2 separate regions of the Mus musculus genome follow, and region 1 is linked to region 2. The links are chromatin contacts, called in public Hi-C maps. All regions are on one chromosome and are shown on one strand. Each heading gives the region's core, a stretch centred on a gene start, on an enhancer-like site or on the middle of the called end of the contact. The rest is flanking DNA. Distances are from core to core; before and after follow the strand shown.

Evidence for each region. A called contact is a pair of places that touch in the nucleus more often than the background predicts.
Region 1: a contact with region 2 is called in a Hi-C map of embryonic fibroblasts, with 4 times the contacts expected there. The contact joins two enhancer-like sites. A contact is called at or near these places in 6 of 484 Hi-C or Micro-C datasets (embryonic fibroblasts, nephron progenitors and uterus), 6 of 115 datasets of contacts at active chromatin or transcription factors (the NIH/3T3 cell line, astrocytes, differentiating embryonic stem cells and 3 more) and 1 of 9 other capture datasets (embryonic stem cells).

What each region holds. Positions count from the first base shown.
Region 1 is chr13:60,108,105-60,113,155 of GRCm38.p6, reverse strand. A530065N20Rik (RIKEN cDNA A530046M15 gene) reads right to left here. Exons shown (of 3, transcript NR_046142.1): 2 at 2,484-2,677. Among named protein-coding and RNA genes, the nearest start is that of Gm46420, 16 kb to the left of the region's middle. Within about 2 kb of position 2,530, at least 179 of the 459 cell types and tissues checked have an H3K27ac peak or open chromatin away from gene starts, as enhancers often do. A contact at or near this core is called in the NIH/3T3 cell line, embryonic fibroblasts and uterus, where this site is marked.
Region 2 is chr13:59,885,152-59,890,367 of GRCm38.p6, reverse strand. No RefSeq gene overlaps it. Among named protein-coding and RNA genes, the nearest start is that of Gm19866, 28 kb to the left of the region's middle. Within about 2 kb of position 2,872, at least 35 of the 459 cell types and tissues checked have an H3K27ac peak or open chromatin away from gene starts, as enhancers often do. A contact at or near this core is called in the NIH/3T3 cell line, embryonic fibroblasts and uterus, where this site is marked.

The sequences.
Region 1 (5,051 bases), core at 1,281-3,780, 220 kb before region 2:
ACGAGGAAGTGCAGACTGCACAACCACTTAGCTCTCTGAGGCTTGGCTGATAGATGGCCACCCCAGCTATAGACTAGAGGACAGGAATGAGTTTCCAATAAAAGGGTCCACCTCAGCCACCTTCACAATCAGGTCAGGAAGACCAGATTGGATTTTTGCCTGCAAAATCCTACCCTCCCTTTCAGCAACATAACAACTCATGGACACAAGTTCATTTAGCCAATAGAGTTAAAGAGTTTAACCTCCCCTGAGTTCATTTAGCCAAGACAGCCAATGAGTTTTAACCTCCCCCCACCCAGTTCTTGCTGTAGGAGGCAGGATAGAGTTTGTACACATACCAACTGAATTCAGACATTTAAAACAAGTTCTTGTTACCTGATCACCAGCATTTAAAAAACATTATGTATGTTCTGACGTTCCAGGAAGAAGAAACAAACAAACAACCTCATGTAGCTAGAGTCTCCGATGCCATAATTTAGAATTTGAGGAGAAATTCTTTCGTGTGAACTTGTTTGAACTAGTACTTGGACCTTAGGCAGCCACAGTGAACACACCCTGAAGAGCTTTCCAAAAGGGTGTCTATGAATGTGTGTGCTGAAGGACTTTCTCATTGGCTTTCCTCCCCTGGTCTGTAAGCCTCCTGAGAGGGAGGGAGACCTTGATTACAACAGTTTGATTAACACAGCCTTTCTCTGGGAATCTGGAGCAGGGTTAAGTATTCTGAGCAGTATAAACACCTGGTGAATGAATAAATGAATGAATGAATGAATGAATGAACGAATCTGAGATTTTTTGTGTACTGTGTGATTAACTAGGTGACTCTCTTTCAAGGTGAAGCACTGCTGGGTTGCTCAGGTAACCTAGAGGGTTTTGGGTAAAACCACAGTGGTCACTCCAGGGTATATCCTTTAGTGCCTTTTCATGTCTGTCTGGGTCGTGTTTCTCAAAGCTAAACTAGTCTCTTCCCTTTTGGACTTAAACAGTGAAACTACAACATTTTTATGGTACTTTCTTTATAGAAATGGAAACATGTCTTGGTCCTTTGACTGCCCCAGTGACGACTTTGGACAACAGACTAGGTAGGCGACCAAGACATCTTGATTCAGTTGATACAAAAAAAAAAAAAAAAAATCCCAGGCAGATATCCCCGAGGCCAGAAAATCAGCCCACAGGTCTTTCTGAAGCCCCTTCTGTTCATCCATAGGATGGAGACTTAGGCCAGGTAAAATCTGATGAGGTTGATCTACCGTGTCATGTCCATCTCAATTTGAATAGTCGGAGACTCCTGCCTCACCTTCTCTTAGGTACCACAATAAGGAAGCTACATGAATGAGCTTCCTTAATCAGTGCTGGATTCTACTGATGTGAAGGCAAAGGAGACAGGAAGCCAGTGATAGATGGCCCTTCATTCCAAGCAAGATGGTAGCCAGAAGCCAAAAGGGGTCCCACCCAGGAGGGGGCTCATAGCATCTCCGGAATGGGCATAATACCTTTTAAGGTCTCTTATTAGACCTGAATACATTTGAGTAGACAGACAAACAGGTCTGCTGCCAATACCACTAAATTACCAAAGGAGATGGGGCTGCCCAAAGACAAGTAGACTTGGTGTCAATGCCTCTGTAGTAGAGCCTTGGGATTTGGGCAGATATTAAGTGGTGGTTGTTCGATACACAGTGACCAGCTAGTCCTGGTGTGCCTGACATTTCTCAACTTTAATAGTAAATCTCTCAAGTCTCAGGAAAGCCCATGCTCAGGACAAACTGGGACAGTCTTTAAACTTTAAAGACAGTGACAAGCTGGGCTGGACTAGGCTTCCCTTGGCAAAGCTGTATGGCTTACCTATCTGGTCTGTAGAACCCGCATACAGCCAGCAAATAGGAGGCTTCCTAGCAGAACAATCATTATATTTTTGGATTACTTAATTTCCCCCTTCAAATGTCTGCCTGAATAATAAGTTAACACAAAACTACAAGGTGAATAGAAAACAATTCAAATCAAATTTAAAAGGCAAAAGATTTTTGAATCATGGGCTCATTGAAGCTATCCTTTTCTCCAAATGGTTTGCCAAGTGACTAGCTTCAAACATATTGCTCCACACCAAGGAGGCAAGGTGAGAGAACAGATGTTTTGGTGTGCAGAGATAACAAGACAGACAAACAAAGAAATACTGCAGAGGGGAATGATGACCCAAATTATTGTCCCTTCCTTTCAAAAAGGAGAAAATTTGTGCAGAGCTAGCCCGCTATTTGATTGATTCTGCTGTAAATTCACTTTGCACTTTGAGAAATTTCCCCCAATGAAACACACACACACACACACACACACACACACACACACACACACACACGGCAGGGGGAGTGTCTCCAGAGAGAGAAGAATGCACAGCCCACAGTCCGGAGCATATTTAATATGCTGTTTTTACAGCAGCCACTGGTTTCAAAGAACTTTAACCCCGTTGTGTAAATGCGTCACCAGGAACATACCCAGGTTGTCATGGCAACAACCTCAGTGCAAGGCCCTTTGCTCCGTTGAACGGGTGTCAGCTTTCAGTCTCCTTGCATTCCAGGCTGGCATCAACCCCAGGCTACAGCTCAGACTTCATTAGAGGCCCCATGAAGGACTGGGAAAGAATCCTGAGTAATTCCGAGAACTTCGAGGCAGCTTTCCATGAACACACCTGAGGGGAGAGCCGGGGAAATGGAGCGGGAAGGAGCACACTAAGCAAGGCTGAGCTGGCCTGTTCCTCAGAGAAACCTGGATAGACCACGCAGCCTTTTCCTAGCTAATTTTAGGCACATCCATTGTCTCAGCTGGAAGAGACAACAACTAAACTGCTATCTGGAAGTTTACCCCTAGAGTCACATGACCAATGCATGCTGCAGGTGCAGGGGCAGCTCCTGAGTGCTGCTCAAAGGCTGACAGAATCCTGCAGCCAATCCTGCAGCCTGGTACAACTTTCCTGACATATGGTTTTAAATAATGTGTTCAAAAACATGGCTCAGAAAAATCTGATAGTCATGTGGTTCTTGAAATGCTCTGGACAAAAAGGGACATTAGCTTGACTAATGCTATCTATATAGACACACACACACACACACACACACACACACACACACACACACACAGCTAATGTTCGCTTGGCCAGCTACTACAGACAGGATTTACAATCAAATGTTTCTGAAACAACTAGCTTCTCAATTGTCTATGTGATCATGGGTTGTGGTCATGATAGCCCTAATACATTCTCAAATTTCTTCAAAGGAAGGTCTGTTTGACCAAAGTTATATACACATGATTTATCTGAAGAAGCACATTCTTGTTTTATTTGTTTATTGTATTTACTATTGTATCATTTATTTATTATACAAGGAACTTTCCAAAACGGTCCTCAGCCAGAAGGTCTGAAGCACAGAATAAATGCAGCCATCAGGATGGAAAGGGAACACTTGAAAAACCAAAATTTACTCAGAATCATCCATATGGGGGTGACAGAAATGAGCTCCCACCAAGCTCAGAAACAAGCAAAATAAATCAGAGGAGTGTGACAACCCGTGTTTAATAAACTGATCAAACAGGGAAAAAAAAGATGAGTCAACTTTGAATGGTTTTTCTACACTTAGAAATCCTTATTCTGTCACCATGTCTATGAGCACAGACCAGGCGACTGCCCCATAAAGACCTGCAGTGGTAGGTCACAGCCTGCAGTTCCATTCTCTTCTGTCTTGCCCTGGAATGTATGCAGTCCCAGGTCCTCATTTGGCACATGGATATATGTGTGTGTGTGTGTGTGTGTGTACACATTTGGTGTTATTTTTCTCTCTGTGTTCCCACACTAACAAAACTCCTTGAGACAAATTGTATTGTTATAAAATACAATCTCCTTTGTAATGAAATGGTGTCCAGGAACTGTGACTTGGCCACTGGTGACCCATTTTTTTTTAAATGATTGGATTATGTTTTCTCTATGGACATTTTTTTTCTTTCCTAGAATTGGTCCAGAAAAAAAAAAAATCAGTATTTGGTAAACTTACTAAGAAAACTCAGTCAAGGAACAAGGGATGTCATAGTTAAGGTTACTGAAAACCATGTAACATGACTACTCTTGAAAACAAGACGTTTCTTATATAGTTATGTAGTTTTGAAATGTTAATCAAATGTCGGTTGTCCTCCATTCAAATAAGCGTGGTTCTCTTCCCGGTTGTCTCTGGCAATGATAGAGCTGCCAGGGCTAACGCAGAGGAAAGCACCAGTTTTTTTTCGTTGGTTTTGGAATCAGCCTTGAGAATTCTGGTCAATTGGGGTGATTTAGGGATCCCCTAAAGAAGGAACCCTCTGAGGAACAGATGTTCCAAGCAGTCCTTCAAGACCAAAGCTGCATTTGAAGCCTCCCCAGGGTTGATGAGGGAACCTGACTAAAGGCCATGATTGCCAGGATGGGGATAGCATGGGACAGTCGGGGCTGGGAAACGCAACACTCAACCTAGTGGGGACTAAGCAGAGAGGAACGGGGCCATCGCTGCATAAGACTATGGTAAGAGACTCGATGCCTGAACCAGTCGGATTGGGTGAGCCCAGAAGACCACATAAACATATCTGCTACCCACTTAGCTCAAAGCATACATCCTCAAGCAATCTCTTCCCTCTTCAACATAGTTGGGAACAGGCTGAGTTATGCTGCAGTTACAAACGGTCTTGTAGATTCCCCTCAACCTGCACTTTCATTCTCCTTGTTTAGTTACCAGCAACCACAGCCAGTTCTACACTGTTCAGCTGAAGAATTCCATAAACAATTGGTAAGTCCTAAATCATGTGATGAATCCGCGACTTTCCGGACCTGAGCCGCTCCTTTGTCCAGTGTATAGGCTACCCATCAGTCACTTAGTCATCTTGGTTATAGGATCAGCTTCTATAGCCATCAAGTAACTCTATTTTAATTAATCATGACCCCCAAAGCCAAGAACGATGACGGTGGCATTTGAGTATGCCAAAGAGAAGCTGTAAGTAGCCTCCTGTAAACAAAGGTTGAAAGCTTACTCTACATTTGCATGAAT
Region 2 (5,216 bases), core at 1,623-4,122:
TATGAAGTCACCAGCATGCCTCCGCTTGTCCCGAGGATGCAGAGATGTCACACCTACATTTTAAGAGGTACTGATATAACCATTCAGGTGCACTCTGTGACACCCAGGGGAGTTGTCCTTCTAGGTACAAAAAGATAAGTGGCCTTAAGTTAGTGTGTGGGACTCTGTGACTCCTTGCTCTCTCAGTACAGTCCTTATGAATCTTTTAAACAGCTCTTCCTCTAGTAGCACATTGTGTGTCCAACCATAAATGCCAAAGGCTGCTTCTTATCTACCCCTGATACAACTACAGGACGGTAGCAGAGAAGGAGAACCCATTCTGTGGTCTCAGGCAGAGGTCCCACTGTGGAGGACAGGCAGAACCTCATGGCAGGAAGTCCTTCCACAAGGCTATTGGTCATTTCCATTTATCTCCTGAGGGGTTAAGGAAGCTGATTGAGAGAGACGTTCCCATAGCAACCGTGCCGGCCTTCCACTGTGAACATACTGGTTCCATTCCTGATGCAGATTACATCAAACTTTGCCACTTCATGGCTTCATTTTAGCTGAGGCAGATGGTTGTTTGAGAATGTGATCACCGCCACCTTGTGGCACAGAGGAAAACAAAAGACAAAAAGAAAAAAAAATCCCCCCTCTGTAAAGGGCGAATTGTGCTCAGTTTAGGGTCAGTCTTACAAACTTTGACCACTTTTTCTTCTCTGTGGAAGAGCCTTCGTGCTGATCTGTGAACTGGGGCTGTAACACACACAGCAAAAACTCTCCTCCCGGTATCTCAAAATCTCACTGGTAATGCCAGGATTGAGCCGTAATCCCAAATAATTGTATTAACAAGAAAGTCACTTCCCATAATCTCTCCAAAAAATAATGTTATCCACATACGTTTTGTAAAGAGGTCTGAGTATTCTGGTTTAGCCATGTTTGGATTCTGTTCTTAGCCTAGAACAAGTTAGCCTGACCTAAGAGTATTTAAAATCTCCTGCCCTCCTATGCCACATGGCTTGCTTTCAGGGCTTTGCATACCCTGTCTCCTGTATCCACTGTATTTTCTGCTGCAAAGACATCCCTGTGCTTCTTTAAATGGGTCTAAGAAAAATGATTTTCAGTAACTGTAATTGTTTTTTCTCATGGTGAGCTATCTCACTGTGGGAAATTTAACTCTGATAAATACATACCTTCAAACATAAAGAATTAGTTATAATTGTGCTCTGTGTGTGTGTGTATTTGTATATATTGGTGTGTGTGTGTGTGTATATTTGTATATGTATGTGTCTGTGTGTATGTGTCTGTGTATGTGTGTATATGTGTGTGTATGTGGCTGTATATGCGTGTCTGTGTATGTATGTGTGTATGTGTGTGTATATGTGTGTGTATAGGTGTGTGTGTATGTGTATATGTGTGTGTATATGTGTGTATAAGTGTGTGTGCATGTGTGTGTGTGTATGTATGTGTGTGTGTGTGTCTATGTGTGCTCACATTATATGGCTCTACAGTGTCTTGTCTCTGTGGTTACTAACACCCTATGATATGAATAGCAATCATAAACCACAAAAAAAAAAAAAAACATACCCAGGAGCTGAACTCTTCCTAACTCTAACATTAACTCTAGCCATGGGTGTGATACTTATTTGGCCTCAGAGGCTCTGGAGTTAAAAGTTCAAGACAGGAGGAGAGGAGGACATGAGCCTTTGACAGAAATGCTGGGAATCTGAAATAAAAATACATGAATATTTGAGAAAGAAACAAAATGTGCACCCAGGACCAACTCTAAGGTGAAGGCACCTTTTCCCCAGAGGCAGCAGAGAGCTCTGGTGTGAGTCTAGTCTTCACTTTTCAGAATATCCTCAAAGTTAGATGGGGACAGACAGACAGACAGATAGACAGACACACACACACACACACACACACACAGAGAGAGAGAGAGAGAGAGAGAGAGAGAGAGAGAGAGAGAGAGAGAGAAAGAGATCCCCAGGAAATAGAAGTAACTCAAAGCACATAATGTCAAGGACAGTCACAGATTGAATAATAGCATGTGTCCTTGTTACTAGAAACCCTTGCTGTCCCCAAGGTTTCAAGAAGAGACTAAGAGAACACAGATGTGATGGGGGAGGGGAAGCTCTGTTCAGCCACAAATGTTTATCTGGAATGCTGTGGTTGCTGTTGTCAATAACTGTCAACTCCTCCAGGCTACAAGGGAAGGTGGCTTGTACTTCCTGCCTGCTGGGTCATTGGGTGAGACCCAGTGACCAGTTCTGGTGAATGGGAGGAGACAGAAGTGACTTTTGCCACTTCTGGGACAGATTTGATTAGTGACAAGGGTTAGAGTTCTCTCTACTCCATGTACCACCATGGCCTGCAAGTCGAGACAGTAGCCAGTCAGGGCTCTCAAAGAAAGTGCTCTGAATACAGCTCAATGAGAGCAGATCTTGGCCTATCTGTGTGGGGTGTGGACTAGAAGTGAGGAACCAACAAACCCACTGTAGTTTAGGCCAGAAACATCTGGGTGATACGCGTTATTGAGGCATGGCAGAGCCCATCCCAACAAAAGCGCATCACCTTGAAGGGAAAGTTTGGTTGCCTTTTTGAAGTTTGCAGAGGTAATAGTGGTCTGGTGCTTCAAGAAGGTGCTGGAGTGGGTTGTTTTTGGTTTTGTTTTGTTTTGTTTTGTTTTGTTGTCTCTGAGAAGCTCTCCACCATCTTCTGGAAGATCAATGCTGCCTGTAGCAACTCTTACTTTATTTTAGGAAAAACACCAAAATACACCCTGCCTTGTATGAAAATAAATCAAGAAGGCTCTCAGCAGTTCTCAGTGGGGAGGAGGGAACTTCTAATTAAATCCATCTCTTGGGGACAAAGTAGAGCCTTGGTCTGGAAATGAAGATTGCTCCACAGAGCTGAATCAGAGCGGTGATTCACGGGCCTCCTGCTTTTCTGAGGGAGGGAAACCTACTCCTTCCTTTCCCGTGTCAATCAGTTATTCCTTGGTGGGGGGTGGGGGTGGGGAGGAGCTGACTATGGCTTCCCAAGGGCAGCCGAAAGGACCCTTCAGGAGAGCTGCACTGTTGGGCTTAGGATTGGACCCTAAGTTCACATTCTCTGCTTCCCTTCTGTTCTGATCCCTGGACCTTAATAAGAGGCCATCAAAATCTGTACCCTAGCTCCACGCTGGGACAGGGGAGCAAAGAGAAGCAAACCTCTTGGCTAAGGACCAAGGGTAAAGGGCCCTGCAGAACCTGCCTGCTGTGGTTGGAAGAGCTCTGACGCCATCAGCCAGAGCAAGGCCCATTCCTAAGGTCACTCTATGGGAGACACATGCACCAAAAAGATGACAAAGATCATGAGAGATTGAGGTATCCAATGTTGACCACTCCCTAACACCGATATAGGAAGGAGGGCCTGAAACAAGGTCTTGCACTGAGCTCCAGGATCTGCTAATCTTTGCTTAGCCAGAGCTTAGATCACATACACTTGCTCAGCGGTTAAGAGAACTTGCTGCTCTTTCAGAGAAGATGGGTTTAGTTCCCAACACCCACTTGGTAAATCACAACCATCTGTAATTTCCGTTCCAAGGGATCCAAGCGCCCTCTTCTGGCCTCTAGGAGCACTACATGCATGTGGTACACAGATCCCTGCAGGCAAAACACCCACTTGTAAACACATGCTACCACACCCAATTTTTCAAGTGGGCACTGGGGATTCAAACTAGGGATCTCAGGCTTACATGGCAGTTGCTTTACCAACTGAGCCATTTCTCCAGCTCCTAAGAAGCCCTTGAGACAACTGAGGTGACACTTGACCTGCCTTTACATTTTATGAAATTCAAGAGGCAAGGCTCCTTGAAGTGGAAACTTACAGTTTCTTTGGAAAGTCAATTGTGTCAGATGGTGTTTTGCTGGGGCAGACACGTGAAGGAGTGTTTTCCTGAAGCAGACACAGGAGAGAGGATGTTCTGCTAAAGCAAGCATGTGAAAAGACACATGATGAAGGATTCTTTGCTAATGACATGCACGTATTGGTCTGTCTTACATTGCATAGTTGAGCTGCATTTGTCAGGACTCCATAGAGAGAAATACACTAAAAAACTTCTGATGGTGTGCCATGGCTTCTGGGTGCTTCCATGAAAACAGACTGATTGCCTCCTGATACTGTCATGGATGGGACTCTATCCTCTAGTTCCATCTGTGCCCAAGTATTCCTGCAGCAACACATTCACAAGGCTTCCAAGTGCATACAAAGGCTCTTCAGAAGTTCTCACTGATCACCTCCTCTGTGTCTAAGTAGATTACCCCCACTTAATTACATTCTCAGTGAGTCTTAGTTGTTTTCAAAAACTAAATCAGTCTTCTAAATATGAAGAACAATCAACAAAGAATATTCAGTAGAAATGCTTAAAATGAGTGTTGAATCTGTTTGAAACAAGGCTATACCAGTGCGGTGGTTTGAATAAGAGTCTCACTTCCTATTCCACCCCCAGGTTCACATAGTTGAATGCTTAGTCATCAGAGAGTATAGCACTGTTCGGGAAGGATCGAGAGGTGTGGCCTTGCTAGAGAAGTTTCTCACTAGGGGAGGGCTTTGAGGTTTCACATGCTCACACCAAGCCCAGTATCTCTCTTCCTGCTGTCTGCAGATTCAAATGTAGAACTCCCTGCCACTTCTCCAGTACCACGTCTACCTGCGTGCTGCCATGCTCCCTGCCATGATGAAAATGGACTAAAGCTCTCTAACTGTAAGCCACCCCCCCCCCCAATTAAATGCTTTCTTTCCTAAGAGTTGCCATAGCCTTGGTGTCTCTTCACAGCAATAGAACTGTGACTAAGACAAGAGCCGTGGAGATGGCACAGGGGATGGGGGAGAACTTGCCCCTAAGCCTCATGACCTGAGTTTGATCCCTCAGACACTTGGTGGAAAGAGAAAACCAACTCCTGGGAGCTGTTCTCTGATGGCTATATATGGGTATATGTGCACACATAAGTGACTGTAAAAGAGAGAGGAAGAGACCAATATTTGGTCCTTTGCTGAGATGGGGTATTACTATGTTGCTCTTACTGGTCTTGAACTTGTAGCTTACAGGTTCCTCCTACCTTAGCCCCCCCTCCCCCCACCTTCTGTATTGTTTTGCTTTTGTAACTCTACAATAGCACAGGTTTAATCCAGGGAAACATTGTGTTTGTTTCTTTGTGTCATTGCTAAGGACCAGACACAAGGTTTGTACAAGG